2 separate regions of the Mus musculus genome follow, and region 2 is linked to region 1. The links are chromatin contacts, called in public Hi-C maps. All regions are on one chromosome and are shown on one strand. Each heading gives the region's core, a stretch centred on a gene start, on an enhancer-like site or on the middle of the called end of the contact. The rest is flanking DNA. Distances are from core to core; before and after follow the strand shown. Region 1 overlaps Gm36287 (a long non-coding RNA gene). Region 2 has its middle 190 kb from the start of Gm29835.

The links. Hi-C and Micro-C count contacts between places; a contact is called where the count stands out from the background.
Region 2: a Hi-C map of liver shows a contact between it and region 1, with 5 times the contacts expected there. The contact joins two enhancer-like sites. A contact is called at or near these places in 2 of 484 Hi-C or Micro-C datasets (both in liver) and 3 of 115 datasets of contacts at active chromatin or transcription factors (embryonic stem cells, memory CD8 T cells and pancreatic cancer cells).

Annotation. Positions count from the first base shown.
Region 1 is chr12:25,140,251-25,146,169 of GRCm38.p6, forward strand. It overlaps Gm36287 (a long non-coding RNA gene), which reads left to right. Exons shown (of 9, transcript XR_003950180.1): 2 at 1-607; 3 at 3,002-3,209; 4 at 4,137-5,299. Among named protein-coding and RNA genes, the nearest start is that of Gm36287, 3.7 kb to the left of the region's middle. Within about 2 kb of position 3,386, at least 54 of the 459 cell types and tissues checked have an H3K27ac peak or open chromatin away from gene starts, as enhancers often do. A contact at or near this core is called in liver, where this site is marked.
Region 2 is chr12:25,783,712-25,789,630 of GRCm38.p6, forward strand. No RefSeq gene overlaps it. Among named protein-coding and RNA genes, the nearest start is that of Gm29835, 190 kb to the right of the region's middle. Within about 2 kb of position 2,685, at least 20 of the 459 cell types and tissues checked have an H3K27ac peak or open chromatin away from gene starts, as enhancers often do. A contact at or near this core is called in liver, where this site is marked.

The DNA of each region.
Region 1 (5,919 bases), core at 2,136-4,635:
CCCTGGAATGGGCTTGCCTCAGACATCCTCTTTAGCTCTCATCCCTCAGTGAGGTCCTTATTGACAATTCATTTAATGTTCAACCCACCTCCGCCCTCCACGTCCGCCCTCTCCACCCGTTTGACTTCCCCCATGCCTCTTCTCCCTGTGATCTTTAACCTACTGCGTAACTTATTTATGTACCAAGCCTGTCATTGATGGTCTGTCTCTCCATCCAGAATGTAGGTCCTCAAAAGTGTTTAGTGGAAAAATGAGGAAATGAGAGCCCTAAGTCTGGCTCTTGGGGACAGAGACAGTTCTTCTCCTACCTCTTCTAAGGAAGAAAAAAAAAATAAGTGTGATTGTTGGAAACACAGTGACTCTGCCAAAACACCTAGAATCAGCTCCATGGGCGGGAAGGATTTCCGTCAAATTTTGGTGTTCTGAGAACTGATTTGCCAACAGATGTGATGATGAAGGCTACCCTGCCAGGTGGAGGTCACGAGTGTCTCTACCACTATCTTGTGCCCAGTTTATCTGTAGAGTTGACTCCCCTACTCTCCTCACAGAAAAACTGAGGCTCAGGGGAAGTTGCATGGCTTGCCCATCAGGGATCGGTAGCTTCCAGGTGAGATGGTTGCTCAGCCTGCTTTGACTCTAGGAGTTTCCAACTGTGCCCTCTGTCCTAGTCCCTGTATCCTTTCCCACTGTAAACAGCCAGAGAACCATGTCTTCAGGAAATAAAAGTGGTATGTTCTCCCTAGGTGGAACATCAGGGTTCTCTTTTCTGTTGCTTAGCCTCTGGGGGATGACGAAGAAAAGAGAGAGAGAGAGGGAAAGAGAGAGAGAGAGGGGAGAGGGGAGAGGGGAGAGGGGAGAGGGGAGAGGGGAGAGGGGAGGAGAGGGGAGAGGGGAGGAGAGGGGAGGAGAGGGGAGAGGGGAGGAGAGGGGAGAGGGGAGGAGAGGGGAGGAGAGGGGAGAGGGGAGGAGAGGGGAGAGGGGAGGAGAGGGGAGAGGGGAGGAGAGGGGAGGAGAGGGGAGAGGGGAGGAGAGGGGAGAGGAGGGGAGAGGGGAGAGGGGAGAGGGGAGGAGAGGGGAGAGGGGAGGGGAGGAGAGGAGAATATGTCTGAAGCTGGTGTACTACAACTCCGGTTTGAGGTACTCAGGGCAGGTACTCTGTCTTCCGCCTGGTGGAGGCTCAGAAATTCACTTGCTCACAGCAGGGGGCCAGTGCCTTGACCTGGATTCTCTGTGATGGCATAGATGCTCTGTGTACACACCAGCCTCCACGCAGGAACTTGGACTGTGATCCAGAAACCGCAGTTTCAGTAAAAATCTGTAAATCAAGTCCCCACAGCGCTGCCTTGTTAGATGCCATAGAACTACATTGCAAAACGGGAACATGCTTTTTGCCCTAGGTGGACTTGGGAAGTAGAGGAGTTTGGTTCATCTTTACTGGTAGTTCTAGCACGCTGTAACTTTAATTTCAAAGGGATTCTTACTAAACCAGCAACCGTGAGTCGGTTCAATTTAGATGAGCCCAGCCCCGTGCAAGGAGCTTTTGTGATAGTCCTTCCTGTTATACGTGAGAGACTAGGCAGGGAGATGGGACGGGCTACTCACAGTCCCCAGTGCACAGGGGGCTTTGGAGCTGTACCTCATGGGCTCCACCTCCCTCCAGAGCTCAGCAGGTTCACCTGTGTGACTCTCCAGTCATCTAAGCTGGCTTCCAGGCCCTGCAGCCACCAGCTGCCAGGAAACAGATTGGCTTGGTAAAAATATGTGTGTGTGTGTGTGTGTGTGTGTGTGTGTGTGTGGTGTTCTCACAGAATCTGAGAGAATCACACCTTCACTTTGACAAAAAAACCCAACAACAACAACAAAAAAAAAAACCCCAAAACAAAACAAAACAAAACAAAAATCTGTTTGGGCTGCTCCAGTAATCACTTTGTAACTGGTGGCATAGTGGGCCATATGTCTGCAAAGTGGCTAACTGGGGAGGTACACCCTCTCCAACACACCTCAGAAAAGCCTCTTTGCAGTCGACCAACTCGATTGTATAAATATGAGGAAGGCCAGGTCTCTGTCCTGAGAAACATCCACGAGTCCAGTCACTGTTGGCGCTAAGATGGCGGGGCTGGAGGTTCGGCTTTGTAGACTCTGTAGCCCTGGTGTGTTCCAGGAGCAAGTAGCCCACAAGATTAAGCTGAGGGGTTGCTTCTGCATCTCAGCCTGAAGGTCTGAGGCAGGCTTCCACCAGAATGAGGAAGGTTCCAGTTTGCAGAAAGCAGAACTTTGTTAGGGCTTTTGATTTCTTGGGGGAGGCTCCAGGATTCCCTGGATGCTGGCATTTCAACTCTGCACGCTGCTGTGTTTGAGCCCCTTGATTGACAGGAGTTCACAGGTGAGAGGAGCCACCCACTCCTCACTCTGGAAGGAAGCCCATTTCCAGGGGACTGCTGGCCTTTTCTGAGTAGGACTTGAGAGTTCAACTTTGGAGCTGTTGTCCCACGGAAGCCAGTGTGCACATAGAAAAGTGACAGCCCCCTTGGAGAGTCTGAGGACAGTCCCTTCTCTCTGCATCCTTCCCTTGGAGTCAGCTCAGATAATCTGAGGACATAGATCTTTCTCATCGCCTCATGTGACCAGAAGGAAGCCTGTTCGAGCTGTTACTTATCTCCTTCCTGTGGGATACTTGACAATATGAAGAGTTTATTTGGGCTCACAGGTAATAGGGGGCTTTGGAGAAATCAAGACCACCAATTCATGGTGAGCATTCAGAAGTATTTAGAGATCAGGGGCTAGGAATTAAATCTGGAGCCAGTATGCTCATCCAGAGCGTCACCGGTTTTCCTTTTCACTGTCTTTTCAGACAGGGTCTCATCAAGTTGCCCAGGCTGGCTTGGAGCCCAGCTTGGTACTGAACTTGGGATCTCCATACCTCAGTTTCCAGACTAGTTTGGATGACAAACCTGGTGGGCTGATGCCAGATTAAGTGCTGATATGTCTCTATATTTTCCAGAAAGCTTTATAATCCCCACTGACTGGCCCAGCTCTGTGCCTCAGCTAGAATGTAGCAGAACCCTGCCTCATCGGGAAGCCCAAGGAGTGAGCAGAGCCCTGCTATTCCAGTATTTCCTCCTGAGGCTACAGTTCCAGCACTCCAGGAGGAAGGATGATGTCTGGAGAGGCACAAAGGCGTTTTCTGTTCTGGGTAATTTTATGTTCAGGTACGGTTAATGATCAGAGCCAAAATAAACTACCCAGGAGATAGGAGCATCAGTAAGGACCTAAAAACTCCTCCTGTGGCCAGCAAAGGAAAGCTGGCATGGTGAGAGCATGGCTTTGGCTAGCACAAAGTCTCAGGGTCCCTGGGGTTACACAACCGGCCAGCTCTAAACCAAAACCAAAACCAAAACAAGCCAGAGGACAGTCATTACACCCTCATGTTATGAGCAGTGAGGGGAGAGGCTTGGGGGTTGCCCTGGGCTCCATCCTCTGTCTTTCTGAGTCAATCTCTGTAACAGAAGAGCCTGGCTAAACTGTCATTGTATAGTGCCAATTGGCTGAGGCTTCCTTCTCCAGGGCAATGAGAAGCAGGCACTCAGGCTCAGCAGGACTCAAGCTCTCTTCTCTAGCTCCCCCCACCCGGGGGCTTGCTCAGTTTTACTTCTTGAAGAATGTCTTCCAGCCCATCACCATGTATTTGTTCAGGGAACTGACCATTTCAGAGTCTTAGTCTATGTTCTTTGCTAGAAACTGTAAGAGTCACATGGGCAGTTGGGAACTAGTGAGGCCTCGGTAGTCCCCAGAGTACTCTGTGCAGGATCCCTACTGTATTATATACCTGGCTGGAACATTCATTGATTGGGCTGGGTTGGATTGGCCAGGCCTAGCTGCTGGAGAGATTTCCCTGTTGTGTTATATTTTACTATTTCTGAGATCCACATGATTATCTCTTTTTAAAAGGTTTTTAAAGAAACGTAATAAAATATTGAATCAACGTCTCATCATTATATACATGTATGGGATATGGTATGATAATTTAACATTCATATAACCTACAGTGACCAAATCAGCATTCTTAGGTCCTTAACAGTTATCCTTCTTTGTGTTGAGAATCTTCTAACTTCCTACTCTGGTTCTTTATAAAATAGGTAACAAGTCACTGTCAACCCCAGTTGCCCGCCATGCTGAAGACCTCTGGGCCTCGGTCCTACTTTCTATCTGCACTTGGACCTTCGTGGTCAGTACTCAATTCTACAGGCACAGGAAACACATCCACACCTCTCACCCTCTGCCTCCCGACTGCGAAGTCTGCACTTAACGAATATCTCTCTTATCCATGCAGGAGAGATGGGGGAGTTCCCACGAATCCCTGCCCAATGTCATCCAGAGTGTTAGAGGACACTCAACCCTGGTGATTCAGCAGCTCACTATGTAGACCAGGCTGGCTTTGAATTCACAGAGATCCACCTGCCTCTGCCTCCCAGAGTGCTGGGATTTAAGGCATGCACCACACCTGGCATGCTTTGTTTTTAAGTCATACCTTCAGTTTAACATGGCTGGAGGCCTGCGTTCCACCCAACAGGTGCTCCTGTGGTGTGCTGGAACTTCTCCCAGCCCCCTCCCCCTGTAGAGGTCAATCAAATGCCCTTCAGTTTATTTGAGTGTGTGTGGTGTGTGTGTTTATGGTCACCATGCAAGTGGATCTGGTTGGAAAGATTGCTTGCTTGGCTTCCTCGAGGTGTCCTTCCTCCAAGTTGTAAAACTATTCACACATAATCTACTTAAGCACACATTCAAGGCTGAGATTGGTGGTAGCCTAAGGAAGAGAAATTGCTTGATGTGTTTATTGTCACTGTCTGCAAAGGATCGGTGACTCCTGGTCATGGGACACAGAGCACTGACTGCGGATCTCTATGACTGGAATTCCACAAGGCACAGAGTTTTGATCTGTGTGGAGTTTACCCAGGGACAGCCACAGATGCTAACTCAAGTGCTTTTTGTCTGGAATTCTCTTAACCTCAGGCCAGCACCTGTCATCTTTATGGCTTTTGCATGGGCCCAGATGGGGGTAGGGGAGGGAGTGTCTTCTACAACAGTTATTTTTCTCTCTGAAGCTGCATACAAAAGTGTCCTATCAAGAGGGAATTCTGGGTAGTGTTGCTTCTAGGGGAGACTATTAAGAGGATTTTTTACCTTGATCTTTCCTGCAGAGATATCCATCTTCCTAGGTCAAAGGGCAGCTAAACAGAAACAACGAAGCCTCAGGTAGCCTTGTGACAGTTTCCACTCGGGACATTAACCTCATCAGCAGGTAGGAGTGGGGGTGGGGGTGAGGGCAGGGATGTCTGCTGATCCTGAAATGTTGTCACCATTCAAAGAGCTGCTGCTGGTGGAATTTAGTTCGTGTGTGTGTGTGTGTGTGTGTGTGTGTGTGTGTGTGTGTGTGTGTGTGTGTGTGTGTATTGAGAATGCCTTTTAGAGGGCTGGCAAGATGGCTCAGCGAGTAAGAGCACTGACTGCTCTCCCGGAGGTCCTGAGTTCAAATCCCAGCAACCACATGGTGGCTCACAACCACCCATAGTAGTGAGATCTGACGCCCTCTTCTGGTGCATCTGAAGACAGCAACAGTGTACTTATGTATAATAAATAATTCTTAAAAAAAAAAAAGAATCGGAGAATGCCTCTTGGATTCTTTTGGAGGTGTCTCTAACTTGCAGCTGGTAAAGCAACCAGAGGGAGGCTACTGGTGAGGACAGAAGATCTGTTTTGGGGTCAGACATTCTAGATCGACAAGCCAAGTGACTGTTGGTGACTGAAATGTGTCTCTTCAGTCACATATCCAAGTCCTGACCCTAAATAACATCGAGTGGCATTCAGAAATGGGGTTTAAATGAGGTTATGAGGAAGAAGTCCCATCTAATCTGATGGACT
Region 2 (5,919 bases), core at 1,435-3,934, 640 kb after region 1:
TCCTCTCCCTCTGGCTTCCTCTCTCCTACTCCTTACTCTTCCCCTGAAGGTGGTTACCTTAAAACTATAGCTATCTGGTTGAGTCAATTGGATTTTAATAGCAAGATTTCATAAATTAAATATATTTCAAGACGGCTGTTTGAATGTGTTCTTAGAGGCCTATGGTACCCATCTTTCTGGCACTTCAACGTATTTTTAAATAGCCTATTATAGTGGTAGTTTAGCAGGTCCTGGAGTGCTCTTCCTCTGCTTTGGTATACGCTGACATGTCACGAGTACAAGAATCCACACAGAAGCTCACAAGGCCCAAGAGGCTCTGTCACCTGTAATTGCAGCATCCATTCACAGGGCAGCAGGGAAAGACACTGGGCATTTGGCTCCCTACAGCGAGCTGCACTAGGATCCAGAGGGCTGAAATCATTGCTATGCTATTCTTGACTCCTCCCTGGTCCATGGGAACATAGATCTGAAGACATTAAGTAAATGCACACATCTAAATGTTCTACTTGGTAGAGTTATGTTTTAGCATTCTTCATTTCCATTATTCAGTTGAGGTTTTCCCCAACATAAGTAGGACCTGAAGATTGTACTGGCAACTGATTCATTCTCACGCCAGAAACAAAGAGGGAAGCAGTTACAGATGGGGGTTGGGGAGAGGAACAGCCTGGGAAAACCGACTTGCTCCAACAGCCAGTGACAGGTAACACGTAGAACATGTAGTCAGAAAGACCACAGGGAGTCAAAACCTCTACTCCCTACACAACAGACCTGTTCTAGTTTCTCAGCCATGGTTTATTCGAGATACCACAAAAAACAAGGTGTTGCTACAAGAATGACTTCAAATGACTCACATCACGTGGCCAGCACATCATGCCTATTTAGTAACCTTTGGTTTCTTTCTGTTATTTTTTTTTCCACTGCAGCTTCTGTTTTTGAGATCAGGGCATGAGGACACAAGAGAAAGACCACAGGCATACTTCTTCTGGCTAGAGCAACCAATGGGCTTAAGCTCCAAGCTTCCCCTCACCAGGAGCTGAGTGTGTGAACTTCCTGGGCTTCAGTTTCCCCAGCTGTAAAGTCTGGTCTGTATCGGTGAGCTCTGCTTAAGCCTTCGGAAGCTCACCCTCCTTATCAAGTGATTATAGGTATTCGCTTTTTGCCTATAGCGCTGCTGCTGCCTCTGCTTTCTCTGTGTATGCCGTGAGGATGGTGAAAGTGTTCACATACCGTGGTTCCCGGCACAGAGTCCCCTCTCCAATCATTCCCATGGCTACCCTTGGTGTAGCCATGTATCTTGGCTGTAAAGCTTGCTCTGCCCTTGGGGGCCTCAGTGTGGATTCTTGTATTTGTGACACATCAGACTAGAGCCATTAGCCAGGGCAAAGGAAGACCAGAGGAGGAACTGCTGAGCTGTGAGCAATGGGCTATTGTAAATATATAAATTAAATGGCCCTCATTACTGGAAGCTTATGCCATTTCTCTTGGTATAGGAAGGTTCCTGGATACCTTTAGAGTTACCTCCTCCACAGAGTCCACGATAGAACTCCATCAAGAGCACAGCTCTGCCCATCTCTGCAGTAATTCCATGCATGTTATATTTACTGTTGATGTGTGCGTGTAATATGTAATACATTCAAGTCAAAAGCACTCTGAGAGACAACCTGTCTACTCCTTCATTTTATAACCATTAAGTGAAGCAATGATTCATCTGAAAATCACAATATCAGAGCTCCCCAAACCCCACCTGCACTATTCTTTCCAGAACATCGTAGGAGGCATCTCAGTGAATGCAGACTATAAACTGAGATTCGGAAGACTGGAGGCAAATCTGGTCCATACCGATGCACTCTGCCTCCAGATTGCTTAAGCCTTCGGAAGCTCACCCTCTTTATCAAGTGAATATAGGTATTAACTTTTTGCCTATAGCGCTGCTGTGAGGATTAAACAAGGTGCTGTGTGTGACAGCACCTGGCTCCAGGCAGGTGCTTACTGAACGTTAGTTAGTTTCTTCCCCATCGCAATAGAACTTGCATATTTATTGGTGCTTGGAAACAGGAGAGAAACCGGAATGAACAAAGACTTCTGAGGGTACAGCTGGCCCAGCGCCTGTACTAGGAGGTGTACACAGGTGAGTGCCTTTAGGCATCGACCTGGACCAGATACTGAGCACCAGAGCAAGAGAGCAATGGGATCTTTCTTTTCTGGGAACACAAATTAACCGGCCAGGATGCTGTGGGCAATAGAAAGAAGGTTGTGAAACCCACAGGTGGCCCGGAGCATGGCACTGACCAGAGTCAATGTCAAGGCTGTTTTCCTCTGGGCTATACTCGTTGCCAGGTTTGCAGGGCCCACAGCCAAGTCAAACAGGGCTGCACACAGTCAGCATTGCACTTGCTCCAGGCTCTCCCAGGGATGGCTTCACCGGGCTCTGTGGGTCAAATGTTCACCCTGTGTCACCAGGAGGCAGTGCACCTGTATGGCTATTATATGCCTGCTGAGAAAGCAGCTCCTCTCCTCATAGCTCTTCCACCCCCTCCAAATTAAAAACAATACAAAACAAACCCCCAAAACAAAAAGGCTTCCATGTTTATCTCTCTTTAAAGCACAGAACTCTCACTGACTGCAACTTGTCAAGCCCTCCGCCAAGCCTAAACATTTGCCTTGGAACGGGGCCATCGGAACACAAGGAGTCACCACTGTCCCGGGCTGATGTGTCTTAAAAGAGCTTCAACAGTGGAAAGGCCATGAGCTCATCACTGTACCACGTAGATGGTCGAGTCTGAAGATTCAAATGAGAGGACGATTTGTTAGTTTCAATAGTGATTTCTTCACAGCATTTCTTTACTCTGTGCCGGCTACGTGCCTGGGCTCCCATGCCTGACTTCTTAACCATGAGCACTACTATCTGCTATTTGGTCCGTTCTTCGGGGACATGGACAGAGGTTTGCAGCAGAGCTAGGTGGCTTGCCCACTGGGCAAATGTGTGATGGAGTCAGAGCTCAAATCAAAGTGGGGTTTATTTGTTAAAAAAAAATGATCAGGTGGCTCTGACTATAACATACTAAGCAGGTGAGCAGGCGACAAAGAAATGAAAACCTCCTGAGATAAGAAGCTTAACAGAAATGTGGCTATCCACTTCGGCAGCCTGCAGACAAATAGCAGTCTTGGGAAGGCAGAAGGATGACTCCTGTATGTGTGTGTGTGTGTGTGTGTGTGTGTGTGTGTGTGTGTGTGTGTGTATGTGGTGTATGTGTGTTGTCTCTCCTTACAGCTGCAAGGCACCAGGCAAAGGGAAGCCCTTCCTAAGGTTTTTCTTTACTCTCCCTCTGCTTCTACAGTGGATACTGTTTGGAACAATCCCCCCACCCACCTGCAACTGGGTGTGTGTGTGTGTGTGTGTGTGTGTGTGTGTGTGTGTGTGTGGTGTCATATTCATGTCAAGGCTAAGGGACAGCCTTGGTTTTCCTCTTTAGGTGCTGTCCACCGTATTTTTATTTAGGCATTCTCACTGGCCAGAGGTCCCTAAGTAGCCTGAGCCAACTGAAAAGTGACCCTCAGGGACCCACTAGACTTCACCTCTCTACACTGAGATTAAGCACAAACCACACCCACTCTGTTTTGTTTTAAAAGGGCTTTTGAGAAACAAACTCAGTAGTACCTCACTCATGCTTGCAAGTCGGGTACTTTACTGACTTTATTAATAACCCAACTCTTACTCATTGTTTTAATGTCCACCGTTGCTAATTCTTCTACTTTCCAGAAACATCTCTGATCCTCCTGAGTTAATTAAAGTGCTGAGCACATGGGTCTATAGGCGCTGCTTGCAATGCAGGAGTCGCAGTCTAATCAATAGGTCTGTAGCATCACTTAGTAATGTTTAGAATTCTAGAAAAGAAGATGCCTGGACCAGGTCATGGGGATACAGGCACAGATTTACAGAGCTCCTCTTATAGGAGCTTGCACGTTCCTGCTGCTCATCTTGTCTTTATTTCTCTGCATGTGTTTTCATCATCTTAGGCTTTACACAGTGTCTGGTCTATGGTTAGGTGTGTACAGTTGTTCTGTATGTTTTCATGAAAAAAAAAATGCCCTCCTTTGATGAATGCAAGCATTGTGCACGTTCATGGAATATTGTATGAAGTTTAATGAATGTATAGATTGTTTGATTGTTTCCTTAGACATTATCTTTTTGTGTGTGTTAAGAGCATTCAAAATCCATTTGGAGTACACATCCAAAATTGTCATCTATAGTCATTCCACTGAGTGCCACATGTCAGAACTTCTTGTCAGGCTCCTAGCATCAGAGAATCAAGTCGAACTTAAATATTTGTTGAGCTCAACATGCTGCCATGCTTTGAACTCAATAGACAAACATTCGGGGGAAAGTTATTTTTATACCTTCCCGCTCTGGATTAAGGGAGGGTAGGAAAGGATTGGATGAAGCTAGAGACAGAGTGGCAGGAAGGTGGTAGACCTGAAATTGTCAGACAACCACTTATCGTTGGGAAGGGTATAAGGTGACCACAGCACTAGCAGACTGTTCTGGACGTAGTAAGGAGTTCCTGCAGGGGAGGAGTGGGTCAGCCTTTGAATCCCATATGGTGGTTCACAAGTCAGCCTACATGGAGTTGAGACACAATTGTCTGAATCCTGAGACTCAGTTGCCTGACTTAGTCACCCTTTGGACCTTGATGAGAACAACCAGACATTTTGAGTGGTTATGCACTGGTAATTTGAGAAAAATTGATCCAGAAAAGGCTTCAAATAAAACAATCATGCTTTGTTCTCCAGCTCGAAGCCTCTTGATGTTCATGACTATTTAAATTTCCTAACTTTTGTGTTCATAGGGGTTGTCAGGGAAGCAAGACTGAACAGAGTAACACTTTGCAGGGCTTGGAATGGAGTATCTCAAAAGTTAGGGTTGGGAAGGGGAGCCTGAATCCCTCATACAGCCCCCTCCCACCCTCTTTGCCTAGACTAGACTTTCAGACTATGACATTGGATGCTGTGTTCACCCCTCACAGGACCATGTCTTTGTTAGACCTTCTCTGGAGACAGGATACCTTCCTCCATCCACTGACAGCATGGTTCTCCTTCCTACCTTCTGTTTACACCTTTCTTCATTGTGGAATGACCGTGGACACACCATGTTAGAGGCATATTCTAATCCTTTATATTTCCATATGACTTGCCATATGAAAGTCTGAGTGAGAATACTAATAAGAACTATTTTTTATTTATGGAATCAAGTCATGCATGTTCACCTACTATGGGTGGGTCATAAATGTACCATATTTAGCCAATGCCATAAATGCCACATAATATGTATCTCAATCATTTAACAAAATGGCTATTTTTACTGAGCAACTCCTACATCTAACTGGACACTAGAGATTCACAGAAGAGAAGAGAACACTGCCTTTGACATTTAGATCATTATAGCCCTCCATATTTACCCTTAGATTTATCCAGAGTTAGGTCCTAACTGACTGGATCTTCAGTCTTCTGCTCATTATACTGAAACAAATAGATAAAACGCAGAACTTGTTCTTCTCTAGACTTCCCAAAAGATTTGAAAAATATGACTTTTTTGTTTCATTAGGTCCTCATCTTTTTTTTTCTCTAGGAAAAGAACAAAATGAAAACTGGCAATTTTGACAGATCCAGCCATTGCTACACGGTGGGAGGAATCTGGCCTAGCTGTGGAAGGAGTAGACCCTGAATACAGATTCCCTGAATACCTTGTCTTGTACCCATTCTTCCATCAGAAAACTGAGGTGAGCCTCAGCACATGCCACTTCAGGTTAGGAGAGGATCACATGAGCTGGGATTGGCTGGGTGCTTAGAGGATGCTACAGTGCATTCAAATCAGTTTTGTCGACGCAGAGCAATGCTAGGTTTCACCACACCTATCTGTCC